Regions from separate parts of the Mus musculus genome. Here region 2 is linked to region 1. Evidence: chromatin contacts called from public Hi-C data. All regions are on one chromosome and are shown on one strand. Each heading gives the region's core, a stretch centred on a gene start, on an enhancer-like site or on the middle of the called end of the contact. The rest is flanking DNA. Distances are from core to core; before and after follow the strand shown.

Evidence for each region. A called contact is a pair of places that touch in the nucleus more often than the background predicts.
Region 2: a contact with region 1 is called in a Hi-C map of bone marrow-derived macrophages, with 26 read pairs. The contact joins two enhancer-like sites. A contact is called at or near these places in 1 of 484 Hi-C or Micro-C datasets (bone marrow-derived macrophages), 1 of 115 datasets of contacts at active chromatin or transcription factors (large pre-B cells) and 5 of 9 other capture datasets (adipose tissue, embryonic stem cells, liver and 2 more).

What each region holds. Positions count from the first base shown.
Region 1 is chr4:132,684,917-132,691,517 of GRCm38.p6, forward strand. It overlaps Eya3 (EYA transcriptional coactivator and phosphatase 3), which reads left to right. Exons shown (of 17, transcript NM_210071.2): 7 at 4,789-4,874. Among named protein-coding and RNA genes, the nearest start is that of Xkr8, 44 kb to the right of the region's middle. Within about 2 kb of position 4,930, at least 3 of the 459 cell types and tissues checked have an H3K27ac peak or open chromatin away from gene starts, as enhancers often do. A contact at or near this core is called in bone marrow-derived macrophages, where this site is marked.
Region 2 is chr4:132,870,652-132,877,883 of GRCm38.p6, forward strand. Stx12 (syntaxin 12) reads right to left here. Exons shown (of 9, transcript NM_133887.4): 2 at 937-1,006. Among named protein-coding and RNA genes, the nearest start is that of Stx12, 10 kb to the right of the region's middle. Within about 2 kb of position 5,815, at least 6 of the 459 cell types and tissues checked have an H3K27ac peak or open chromatin away from gene starts, as enhancers often do. A contact at or near this core is called in bone marrow-derived macrophages, where this site is marked.

The DNA.
Region 1 (6,601 bases), core at 3,680-6,179:
GTACACTGTAGCTGTCTTCAGACACACCAGAAGAGGGCGTCAGATCTGGTAATGGATGGTTGTGAGCCACCATGTGGTTGCTGGGATTTGAACTCAGGACCTTTGGAAGAGCAGTCAATGCTCTTAACCGCCGAGCCATCTCTCCAGCCCCGAGCAACACCTTTTTTAAAAAGATTTATTTATTTTTATGTCTATGAGTACTGTATCTGCATGCCAGAAGACAGCATCAGATCCCATTGTCAGATGGTTGTGAGCCACCACATGGTTGCTGGGAATTGAACTCGGTACCTCTGGAAGAGAAGTCAGTGCCCTTAACCCCTGAGCCATCTCTCCAGCCTAAATGTAGCTTAAAAAAAAAAATAAATGTGTGAACATAAATGAATAAATAGATATAATTTTTAGAAAAAGCGATGGAGCTAACAGGATTGCTCAGTGGGTAAAGTTTCTTGTCTGTCATGGAAGCCATGCAATCTGAGTTCAGTCTCCAGTGGAAAGGAAGGAAGTGCCAGCTTCCTCCCACAGGTCATCCTCTTATCCCCATACTTACTACACCATGGCGCACGTGCAAACACACACAAATGAGCCTGTGGGGTCCATTCTTTTTCAAACCACCACACATACACATGCAATAGTACTAAAAAAAATTTAAAAAACAAAACAAGTTATGGGCACATTGCAATTATGGTATCAGGTGTCATTTTTTTAAAAAAAGATTTATTTATGTATATGAGTATACTGTAGCTATCATCAGACACACCAGAAGAGGTCATCAGATCCCATTACAGATGGTTGTGAGCTACCATGTGGTTGCTGGGAATTAACTCAGGACCTTTGGAAGAGCAGTCAGTGCTCTTAACCGCTAAGCCATCTCTCTAGCCCAGGTGTCATTTCTTTTAGATATTCTGTTAACAGATCAAGAAATATGTGTGTGTGCTGTCTTAGTCAGGGTTTCTATTCCTGCACAAACATCATGACCAAGAATCAAGTTGGGGAGGAAAGGGTTTATTCAGCTTACACTTCCATACTGTTGTTCATCACCAAGGAAGTCAGGACTGGAACTCAAGCAGGTCAGGAAACAGGAGCTGATGCAGAAGCCATGGAGGGATGTTCTTTACTGGCTTGCTCAGCCTGCTCTCTTATAGAACCAAGACTACCAGCCCAGAGATGGCACCACCCACAAAGGGACCTCCCCCCTTGACTACTAATTGGGAAAATGCCTTGCAGCTGGATCTTGTGGAGGCATTTCCCCAACTGAAGCTCCTTTCTCTGGGATAGCTCCAGCTTGTGTCAAGTTGACACAAAACTAGCCAGTCCATGTGCTCTAACCTGTGTTTAAGTACACGTATATATTTTAGGTTAAATACATGAATCTTTACTGGTTTCTCTATCTCTAATCCATTATCACATAGCTCTGTTCAGACTCTATCCACTGCTGATGTAAATCTCTACTCCAACATTTATTGTACATGTTTGTGCATGAAGCATGTATGAGCACGTGCCCCATCATGCATTTGGCAGTTGAAGGACAACTTTGGATGTGAGTTTTCTCCTACTATGTGGGTTCTGGGGTTGAAGTCAGGTCTTCCCGTTTGGTAGCGGGTAACTTTATCCACTGGATCACCTCACCAATCCTTGTTTAGGAGAAATTATTTTGATTTATTACTAAGCTTCTTGAGTGCAGGAGTCTTTTTCCCCTCCTATATTTTTAAGTACATTGATATAGGCCACGCCCATGTAATAGTACTTGCACTTAGTAAACAGTATGGGTTTGACGAATGAATGAATGAGCAAGTGACCCATCCCCCATCCTGGCAGCCTAGACATGCAGTTTCTCTAGGTCCCAAAGGCTAGGACTTGGTTGTGTTTTTGTTAAGTATTTTGGTTACATACTGAGAATATATAGCTCTCTTAAGAGTAGGTAACTGCGGGGGAGGCAGAGGCAGGCGGATTTCTGAGTTCGAGACAAGCCTGGTCTACAGAGTGAGTTCCAGGACAGCCAGGGCTATACAGAGAAGCCCTGTCTCAAGAAAAAAAAAAAAAGAAGAAGAAGAAGAAAAAAGAGTGGTAACCTGACTGTCAGCCTCTAACAGACAAAAAGACTTTGTTTCTCATGCCTAGTGTGTGCAAGACTGAATCTCACAAATAGTTATTAAGCCTCATCTTTCTTGTTTGGTTGGATGGTTTTGGTTTTTCAAGACAGGGTTTCTCTATGTAGCCCTGACTATCTTGCTCAGTAGACCAGACTGACTCCAGACTCAGAGATCAGCCAATCTCTTGAGTGCTGAGATTAGAAGAGTGTGCCATCACTTGCCTGGCTAAGCCTCATCAAATGTCAGGCACTTTGCTAGATGCTGGACATAATAAAATAGCAAGGTATGTCCTGGTAGAGCTTAGAGTCTGGTGGAAAACACAAACTGTGAGGGAGTAAGATCCTCTAAGTCCTCTGAAGAAAGGGTACATTATCATGAAGAACATTGTTGCGTTTATTACACCTGCACTTTAATTTATGTCTGTAGGATGATTAGCAATTTTTCATTTCTAACTTCTTAATCATAGTTCTTTATAGGGTAAAGCATATAGAGGTTTTATACATTTTCGTGGTAGTTATACGAACCTAAAATATACCACTTATTTTTTAGATTTAGGGTTATTAAATTTCTTTTATTGTTGGTTTTTGTTGGTTTGGGGAGTTTAGATCTCATGAAGCCCACACTGGTCTTGAATTCACTACGAATACGAAGCTGGCCTTGAACTAGTCCTCCTTTTCCACAGTCTCCGAGTACCATGCTTGGCTGATTTTTACATTTCTGAAACTACTTTGCCAGAGTACATCTCTCCCATGTGTATAGTGACCAGGTATAATTGAGTCTGCAAGTGTCTAGTGTTAATAATTAAGAGAATGCTGGGCAGGAGGAGAAAAGAAACTCAAGCCACAAGCGAAGGAAAGGGAAGTTGGTCTGGAAATGAGAAAGCTAGCTCTTCTCCCATTGGATGTCATTTTTGTTCAGTCTGTTCTGTTTCAGGCCTGCCTAGGAGAACACATTGCTTATATTCTGGAACTACCAGAAAGTCTTTTCCACAAAATGATTAAAACTGCTTAGGACTTATCTATCCTGTGTGCTGCTGTTTGATGCTTCCTCTTTGTAAAGTGAATGGATTAAGCTATAGCAGTGACTATTGATGGGAAGCAAATGCGTTTCATTTACTTGTGTTTAGGAAAGAAGCCAGTAAGAGCCCTGTCATAGCCCTGGGGCAGAACACTGTAGATTTCAGAGACTGAGGAAAGGACACCAGAGGAGGAGGTAGGAGATCCAGTTGACTTTTGACCACTGGGATTATCAACTGGACTGAACACTCTTCTCTGGCCCAAGCTCTTCAGCGGGCTGAGCTTGCGGCAGGAGCAGTGACTGTCCTTGTCTAGACGTGGTTTTCAGCACAGTGCCCTCCAGAACCTGGTTCTGGTCTGCCCTGCGTACTTCCTACTTCATTTTCCCTGAATTCTGTTCTTAGTGGAGGTTTTCTTGCTGGCTTTCCCCTGGAGAACTTTGTGCTGCTCAATTTGGTCCTTCTGGTGGGTGGCTGCAGCAGGAACCGTGTTTCCCTGCTTGTCGTGAGAGAGAAGAGTTCAGAACTGATGCCTGGCAACACTGACTACTACCCTGTCACCTGAGCAAAGCCATGTGCTATTTCCTAATCACTGAAGTTTGAGCTTAGAACCTGATAGATTCTGTTTTTACAAAAATATGTAAAATTTAAAGACATTCTAAGTAGTTATTTGATAGAATACATTTTTACCTGACCAGATGAGATTTTTTAATCTTCTGAGTCTTTGAGGGTTTATTGATAAAGTTTCTAAATAACAAATCATAGTGGTGTTAAAATTTTTTATTACATTTGTGTGTGTGTGTACGAACACCGCAATACACGTGTGAAGGTCAGAGGACAGCTCGAAGTCAGAGCTCTCCTTCCACTATGTGGACCCCAGGCCTCTCTGCCTCAGGTTCTCAGGTTAGCACCAGGCAGCATTACCTGCTAAGCCATCCTGCTGGTCCTCATAGTGCTTTCTGACCCACACTAATAACCCATTATTTGAATATAGCCGTTGTAAGCATTTTAGAGGTGGGGGAGTTAGCTTTATTTCTCAATGTAAGTATGTCCCTCAGCAGAGACATAATTCGGGGCAAATGGCCATAAACAATACCACAACATCGGACTCACCAGAGCTCTACAGACTGTCACGTCACGTGCAGGGGAGTCATTCTTCAGCTTCTAGAAAAGACTAGGATGATTTGACTTAGTGCTGACTTCACTGGTGTGGTGCGTCAGTGTGAGCTGTGATGCATCCGTCTAGGACTTCCCATAGACTCAAATTGAAGCAAATCCTCCAGGGTTTTGTTTGTAATCAAGCCCCACTGTGGTATTGCATGCAAAACAAGTGTTTGCTTTTTTAAAAAGTTGTTAATGGATTTTATGTATATGGTGTTTTGTTTCTTCTATGTCTGTGTATCATATGTATGCCTGGTACCACAGAGGCCAGAAGGAGGGCCTGGAGTTACATGCAGTTTTGAGTCATCATATGGGTGCTAGAACTTGAACCCAGGTTTTCTGGAAGAGCAGCCAGTACTCTTTAACAACTGAGCCATCTCTCCAGCTTCCAGCATTTGCCTCTTTACCCAGTATTCTTTGTCTCCTTGCCAATATGTTCAGTTAAAACGGGTTGTTTTCCATATCTTTAAGCCGTTTACATCTAATTACATTTAATATCTCTTAATCCTCTCAATCCTGTAGCTTCAAGCACAAATGCCAGCCTGATACCCACTTCATCTGCAATTGCCAATATTCCAGCAGCAGCTGTGGCCAGCATCTCAAACCAGGTACTGTGCCCCTTTGTTCATCTTCCTTGAGATGATTCACCCAACTTTCACTTCCTCTCTTCTTTCCATGGTCAGCTTGCCCATCAGGGGAACGACTAGGAATGGTGTAGACTCTTGAGCCCTGTTGCTGGATGCCCTCAGAACTCTGGCTGCTCTCCTGTTTCTCTGTTCCTTGCTAATCCTCCCAGGAGTATGGTTCTGTCTGAGGCATTATCTGTTAACCCCAGCCTTCCCCAATGCTCTCACTAGTGTGTGCACTCCAAAAAGGACCAGGATTTATTTTTCTATTTTTGATCAGTTTTATATTCCCAGAGCCTAACACCTCCCTGGCACTCACTCAGAAGGAACTCAGAACTATTGTGGCATGAGTAAATACTACCTCCACTCACCTGCTTACTATTGTTTGTAGTTTGGTTTGTTTTTCTTTCCATGTTTTTTGAAAGAGGATTTCTTTGTGTAGTCCTGGCAGTCCTGGAACTTGCTTTGTAGACCAGGCTGACTTTGAACTCAGAGAGGTTTTCATGCCTCTGTCTCCCAATTTCTAGGGTTAAAGGTGTACACCACTATCACCATGCCCGCTGTGATTTATTTGATCACTGTTATATGTGTGCTTAAAGATCACTATCAAGTCTTCAGTGTTTTAGAGTTTGTTTTGCTTTTAACACGCTCAGACTTTGTCTACAGCAACTTCTTTGACTGCTGTTGTCTCCATGGGCTGTGATTTCTGGCTACAGTTAATGTCCTCCTTGACTTCCTGTGCCTCACTGTCTCTCTGGTGCTGTGTTTATTCTTTAAGTCCACACGTACCTTGGGGCTCATAGGGGGCTGTTCTGTTTTGGGTGGGAGAGTTTTTTTTTTTTTTTTTTTTTGAAGCAGGACCTCACTCTGTACTCCTGGCTTCCTGGGATACGCCACAGACCAGGCTGCTCTCAACTTACATTCATCCTCCTGCCTGACTCCTGAGCTGAGTTCATGTGCGTTCACAGTGGCCCAGTGTTTCTCTTACGTTCCCAGCTGTATGCCGTGCAGCCCCATATAGGATCTCTCCTTTCACAGCCCTTGTTTTGATCTTCGAAGGATAGTGTCTTTAGTTTTTCACATTATAACTTACTCCTGAAGCAGGTGTCTTAGTCAGGGTTTCTATTCCTGCACAAACATCATGACCAAGATGCAAGTTGGGGAGGAAAGGGTTTATTCGGCTTACACTTCCATGCTGCTGTTTATCACCAAAGGAAGTCAGGACTGGAACTCAAACAGGTCAGGAAGCAGGAGCTGATACAGAGGCCATGGAGGGATGTTCTTTACTGGCTTGCTCAGCCTGCTCTCTTATAGAACCAAGACTACCAGCCCAGAGATGGTCCCACCCACAAGAGGCCTTTCCCCCTTGATCACTAATTGAGAAAATGCCTTACAGTTGGATCTCATGGAGGCATTTCCTCAACTGAAGCTCCTTTCTCTGTGATAACTCCAGCTGTGTCAAGTTGACACAAAACTAACCAGTACAGTTGACCCCTTGTCAACTTGACACACAAACACATCACTAGTAAGCCTCAACCCTTACATTCTTATTCATCCCCAAGATCTAAATAACTTTAAAAGTCCCACAGTCTTTACATATTCTTAAAATTTCAATTTCTTTAAAATATCCATCTCTTTTAAAATCCAAAGTCTTTTTACAATTAAAAGTCTCTTAACTGTGGGCTCCACTAAAACAGTTTCTTCCTTCA
Region 2 (7,232 bases), core at 4,565-7,064, 190 kb after region 1:
AACAGTCATGAACCACCAAGTTGGTGCTAGGAATTGAACCTCAGCCTTCTGGAAAAGCAACCAGTGCTTTTTTTTTTTTTTTTTTTTTTTTTTTTAAAGATTTATTAAGTACACTGTAGCTGTCTTCAGACACACCAGAAGAGGGTGTCAGAGCTCATTATGGATGGTTGTGAGCCACCATGTGGTTGCTGGGAATTGAACTCAGGACCTTCGGAAGAGCAGTCAGTGCTCTTACCTGCTGAACCATCTCACCAGCCCGCAACCAGTACTCTTAACCACTGAACTATCTCTCCACCCCTAAGAATAGAACATTCTGTTTTGTTTTGTTGGGTTCTCTGTGTACTTCTGGCTGTCCTGGAACTTGCTTTGTAGACCAGGATGGCATCCAACTCAGAAATCTGCCTGCCTCTGCCTCCCCAGTGCTGGGACTAAAGGTGTGTGCCACCACACTCAGCAAGAATAGAACTTTTAAAACAAAAATAAAGTCAAGAAAAATATGATTTAAAAAGAACAACACCAACAAAAAGGTTTGGTTCTCCCACCAGACCATTTATTCTCTCCCTATGGCTCCTTTGTGTCACTGAGAATAACTGTCTCTTAGTTAAAGTTGGAAATCCAAGTAGACTAAATCATCAGGAGTCACGTGTCAGTGGGAAGGTCAGCCACGCAGGGTTATACTGACACAGCTCCCTGAGGCAGCTGAGAGCGGAGGGAGTTCCTTCTCTACCTCTCTTAAACTATTCCACAAACCAGACCAAGAAAAGAAACAGTTCAAGGCAGCAGAAATCTGGATCCACTGAAATACTTTGCTCTCCTCTTCCAGGTCCAGCTATCACCACCCAACCCTCACCTCCCACTCTGACCTCACCTCCCTGAGGAAGGCCTAGGCCCTTTTGGGGCTCTCACAAAACTCAACCTTTTGGGGAAGCTACTCACAAATTTTCCTGGAGTTTGCTTGAGTCCTGCTTAGTTCCAAGTTGGCTCATCAAATTCTTTATCTGAGCAGCTAGAAAAAAAAAGAGGAAAGATTTATTTAAAAAAACAAAACAACAACAACAACAACAAAAACCCCACATTCATCATGAGCACCCTATTCTGCAGAGCACTGGTCACCCCATATCCTAACATGCAAGTAACAGGAACCATGTTAAAGCCAAAATCTTTACAAACACATTCCTCCACAGTGCTTTTGCAAGGTTCAGAAGGTAGTTCTATTTATCTTCTCCAAAGAACTGAATAATTCTTCTAAATGTCCCATGACACTAAACATTTCACCCCCATTAGGACTGAGAAGGCAGGAAACTGGTAGTGTGATGCCCAAGGTCAAGGGTTCCATCGTAGTAGCATAAAAAAGGCAAGGAAGTGGGCTGGAGAGATGGCTCAATGGTTAAGAGCTCTTCCAAAAGTCCTGAGTTCAAATTCCAGCAAACACATGGTGGCTCACAACCACCCGTAATGAGATCTGATGCCCTCTTCTGGTGTGTCTGAAGACAGCTACAGTGTACTTACATATAATAATAAATAAATCTTTTTTAAAAAAAAAGGCAAGGAAGCACTCATCACCTTTGTAGTCTCAAAGCTACAACAATCTTCGACAATATCTTCTGACTTGTTTTTGTGAGACAGAGACTGTAGACTAGGCTAGCTTCAATCTCCTATCTTCCTGCCCCACATTCTATGAGTTAGACTCCAGATAGTTTAGTCTAGTTGGATTATCAGCCATAAATAAGAAAAGAATTATTCTCAGTGACCCAAAGGAATCATAAGGGAGAGAATAAATGGTCTAGTGGGAGAATTCCTGATTCTCTTTTTTACTCCCATTTTTCTTGACATTACAGGTTTTGAGTCACTATATGAACTTTCAACAATTTTAACCCATGGGGGCTACAAACGTAGTTTAATTGGTAGGGAGCTTGCCTAGCATGCATGAAGCCCTGGGTTGAATCTCCAGCACTACATGAAAAAAACATGATGTATGCCTTTAAGTTCAAAAGTTATCTTTGGATATATAGCAAATTTAAAGCTAGTCTGGAATGCAGGAAATTCTGTCTCAAAAACAAGACTTATCCACCAATACAAAAATCCACCATTCTACAGCAAAGGCTTTTTAGAAAAACAATGCAGGTTCATTGTCAGTAACAGATGGACACTGACTAAGCACTTCTATATCAAGTACTCCATTAAATTGTATACACACTCTCTAACTTTCACAACAATGAAAGTTAGAAAATAGATACATGTATCTTATCTATGCACACATAAAAAGTAACACAGTAAAAACTCATCCCCAGGCATACAGACTCCAATGGAAAGTGTTCTTTTCCCACATGGCATCACAGCCAAACACACAGTTTTACTCAGCCCTTTCTTTTCCCTAGATATCTGGTAGCCTAGGAATGTTCATGTTCGAATCTCTGACATCTAATCTCCTTGCCTGAAGAGGTCTAGGCCGATCAATAGGGAACACGTTAGTACTGCTCTGCCTGGAACCTTCCTATCCCTGTTCTGGCACTAGTTTCTGCAACACAGAGACAGAGCCCTTGATTTCTTCTTGCCTGGCTTTCTATTTTTTTCCCCCAAGTTGTCAGAGAAGGAGGGGAAAGATACACTAAACTGGCAGATAGTTGTATATGTGTATGTATGCGTATGTATGCCTGTGAATTATCTGTCTGTCTCCTATAAATTGAACCCAAGACGTCACACAAGCAAACTCACGATACCTAAAGAACAGAACTCATTAATAGAATATTCTTAGTTTGTCTGCATGAAGTGGTGTTTACTACTAGTTTTGTTAGTTGTTTGTTTTGTTTTGTTTTCAAGGAAGGGTTTCTCTGTGTAGCCCTGGCTGTCCTAGAACTCACTCTGTAGACCAGGCTGATCTTAAACTCATAGATCCACCTGCTCCTTCCTCCCGAGTGCTGGGATTAAAGGCCTGCACCATCACTGCCAGGCTGGTGTTTACAGCTGATGGCGCAGCCTTTCCTTCCTTCTCCACTCTCACTTATCTTGTGGGGCAGGGTGAAAACAAAGGAAACCCATTTTTAAGTTGCAGCAGAATTTCAACAGATAACACTGCATAGACAAAGGTAGCTCCTCTGTGGCAAGCACCTTTCCTGTTCCCTCTGGATAATGTCAAAGTGTCGTTCCTGCCACCACACTACAGAAGAACAGGCTTAGTCAAGCAAGTGACAAGCCAGTGCTGTTGTCTAACTGTCACCATCATACAGGGAACACATATGCAGTGCTTCCAGAGCTAAGCAACAAGGATGTCCACTTACTACAAGTTTGGAGTTTAAAAATCTATCCTTCTGGTTCCAGTTGGACAGCTTAGCGGATAAAGACATCCGCTGTAAAGTCTGACACCTGAGTTTGAACCCAGAAACTCACATGAGAGAAAGACTTCCAACCTTAGTCACATGAAACCTTGTTTCAAAACGAGGGGCGGTGCAGACAGGAGCACTGAGCACTTACTATGCAGACACTGTGGTTACTGGCAGGCTTCTATTTGACCTTAAGCAGCGCTGTAAGGCTTCAGCATGCGCCTGCATCATGTGAGCAGAAGCAGCCCAAGAGTGACAGGCCTGACTTGTTCACTCAGAGAACAGTGCTTACTCCACATTGTCCTATACACTAGGTGGCACTTGCTTCCGGAAGCTTACGATCTGGAGGGTGGATAACAAAAACACAAGGTGATAACAATCCTACCAAAGGGAATAAACGGAAGTGGAGGTGAAGGAGTAGGCAGAGGGTACTCACTCACATGAGTGGCCACATAAGGAAACAATGGACAGACCTAAAGAAAATGCCAGGCAGGGCAAGGCACTTATAAAGAGGGGGTAGTCCGGGCAAAGAGAGTAATTAACTAGGGCAAAGTCCTCAAAAGGGGAGCCAATGGTGTGGTACTGCTAAAGCTGAGTGAGCAAGAGATAAGTACTGGCCAAAGAGGTAGTGGGAAGCCAGGTTATAGAGGACCTTGTGCAATTATAATGAGATTTTAATTAAATGGCAAGCTACTGTTGAGTTATGAACAGCATGCCATAACTAGAATTCAAACACAGGGCTGGTTCCGAAGACTATATGCTTTGAGTCACATAATGTTGCTCTCCAAGGGCTGAGTCTTAAAGGAAATAGAATGCAGTCACACAGGGCTGGTCTGATTCCCCAGGGTTCCACTTTGCCCCAACCTGTTTATCTGACAGTACCTTAACCTAACTGCAGATAGACTGATATCCTGGCTCTAACCTGCTCCCTTCCCGGTGCCCTCCCATTTCTGGGACTATGCCTCTGTCCTCACTGGAGTCCAGCACAGTGCCAGGTACTCAGAGCGTGCAAGGATATTGAGTAAGTCAGCCTCTCCCTTCAACTTCATGGCATGCATGGCAAGGCAAAAGATGTGAATCAAGGTAAACTAGGAATACGAGCCTTCACATCTCAGCCATACGCACCCATTACCAGGTGTACAGAATTGGGCGCGCTATTTTATTTTGCTGGGCCTTTTTCACTACTTGCAGATTATATCCTGATTTAACTAAATGTTTATTGAAGACTTACTACATGTGTGGAATTTTCAATTTTTCTCATCAAATCTTGTAGTTTGTTGAGGCAGGGTTCCACTTAGCCAAGGTTGGCCTCCCTACATAACTGAGGATGGCTTTGAATTTCTGATCTTCCTGCCTCCACTTCTGGAGTTCTTGGGTGATCTCGGGCAGGGGTTATCATGCTAGAGATAGGATGATTTTGTGGTGCTAGAGATAAAACCTAAAGATTTGTGTGTGTCACGCAAGTACTGTGCCAGCTGAGTTACATGCCCTACCCCCTCATTAGACACTGCTTCTACTGAGGACTAAATGATTTCCAAGTCCTCCCACACTGTTGACTCCCAAAGTCAGTCACAATGAAACACTCTAGTCCCGGAAGTATGCATAGTGGGTAATAATGTAGTTTTTCTGTAACCCAAATGAGTGCCTCAGAGATACTCTACCTGAGACTTTCTTTTTTGTTGTTGTTGTTTTTGTTGTTTTTTCGAGACAGGGTTTCTCTGTGTAGCCCTGGCTGTCCTGGAACTCACTTTGTAGACCAGGCTGGCCTCAAACTCAGAAATTCGCCTGCCTCTGCCTCCCAAGTGCTGGGATTAAAGGCCTGCGTCACCACTCCCGGCATGTATGGCTTTCTTAATCTTATAAATGCAATGTGTAAACTGGGCAGAGTGGCACATGCCTTCCTTAATCCCAACACTTGGGAGACAAAGGCAGGCTGATCTGTGTGCGTTCAAAGGCAGAACAGTCTACATAGTAAGTTCCAGGGCTACACAAGCAAGACTGTCTCAAAAGAACAAATAAATAAATAAATAAACCTAAACGAATAAAAAGACAGGCAGCCATGCACGCAGCGTACACTTGACTGCCAGCCAGCACTCAGGAGGATATGGGAAATCTGAACCTCAAGGCCAACCTAGACTACAGAATGAAACTGTTCTGAAAGTAAGCTGATGCCAGGCAGTGGTGGCACACACCTTGATCCCAGCACTCAAGAGGCACCGGCAGGTGGACTCTGAGTTTGAGGCCAGTCTGGTCTACAGAGTGAGTTCCAACTGTTTTGGGGGAGGAGCAAAAGGTAAACTGAGAATATCTAAAAGTGTACCAAGGTATGTAGCTAGCTGTTCATTACCATCAAAGCATTAAATACTCTAGGAAGCTCAATAATCAGCTCTCTTCTGGGTATTTGCAAGTGAGGGAGGACTTTTCCCTCATCTGTTTGGTTTCCTTTGTTGAAATCATGTGGACTTCCTAGCTAAGGAGTTTGGGGAAGTCAAGTTGGGAACTTTGGAGTCATTTGCTTACTAAGCACCAGAATGAATGAAGAGCCTTCTTGGCTCGCCCTTCCCACCCTTCCCTCCCTCCTTCTCTCTCTCTCTCTCTCTCTCTCTCTCTCTCCCCTTTGGACCACTTGTCCACATGCTCCTTGTATGGTTAACATTTACTGAGCTCAGTCAGGGTCTTAGCATCGATGAGCGGCTCAGGACGCAGTTTTCATGATGCCCACGTGACCCTAGTTGGTGCTGATGAGCAAGAAGAGATTTTGATTTGTTTGCTTTATTTGAAATCAAGTCTAGAATTCCTAGAGCCATGATGATTATGCTCATCCATCTTTTCCAAGGAATTCAATCTCTATGCCTGCATGTATATTTGCAAATTGGATCCCATGGGACCACAGTTATAGATGGTTGTGAGCCACCATGTGGATGCCGGGAATTGAACTCAGGACCTGTGGAAGAGCCACTGCTCTTAACCACTGAGCCATCGCCCCAGCCCCTCTTCTCTATAATACTGATCGCTAAGATATCTTCCTACAAGTTTCCATCCAGACTTTTCAGATGCCTTAAAATCCAAACCAAAAGGATGACAGGGTCTTTCATTTACTTGACACCGAGGCAGAGCTTCTTGCCGACTGCATTCTGTAAGCTCAGCATGAGGAACTGTGACTAATGCCTAGGGACCACTGGCCCACACAGCTTACACCCAAGAAAGGAAGCCTTCCCAAAACACAAAGCACAAAACAGGAACATTTACCCAGACATTTATTTTCACTTGAGTGTGCTTAAAATATCAAAATGATAATTTGGAAAATATTTTTATTAAAATGAGTTAAGTCTAAAAGGACCTTCTGTCCACTTGATTAACGTGAATACTCCTTTTATTTACTTATTTTTCTAATTTTATGTGTATGAATATTTTGCCTGCATGTATGTCTGTGCACCACTTGTGTACTTGGTGCCTGAGGAGATGAGAAGAACATCAATCCCTAGGAACTGGAGTCATGGGTCCTTGTGAGCCACCATCTGGGTTCTGGGAATTGAACCCAGATCCTCTTAACCCCTGAGCCAAGTCTATAAACCAGCACACTCCTCTTCCAAGAATTCTAGCAAATGAAAGTTTTATTTTGGGGTGAGGAGAATGTGTGGGAGTGTGTGGGTCAGTTGACAACCCTGGGTGTCATCCTTCAAGTGCCATACACTATGGTTTGCCTTTGATCTCCAAGGATTCAATTGTCTCAGTCTCCTGGTACTTTAAGTACCACATCCAGGTTCTGAAGATCAAATGCAGATCCTCAAATGAGCCACCTCCTCAGCCCCTTTTGACTGACATGTTACTGTTAGGGATCTGTCCCAGTGGTGGTGCTTGCCTACGATATAGGTAAAGTCCTGGGCTCAATCCCCAGCACATAAAGTGTAA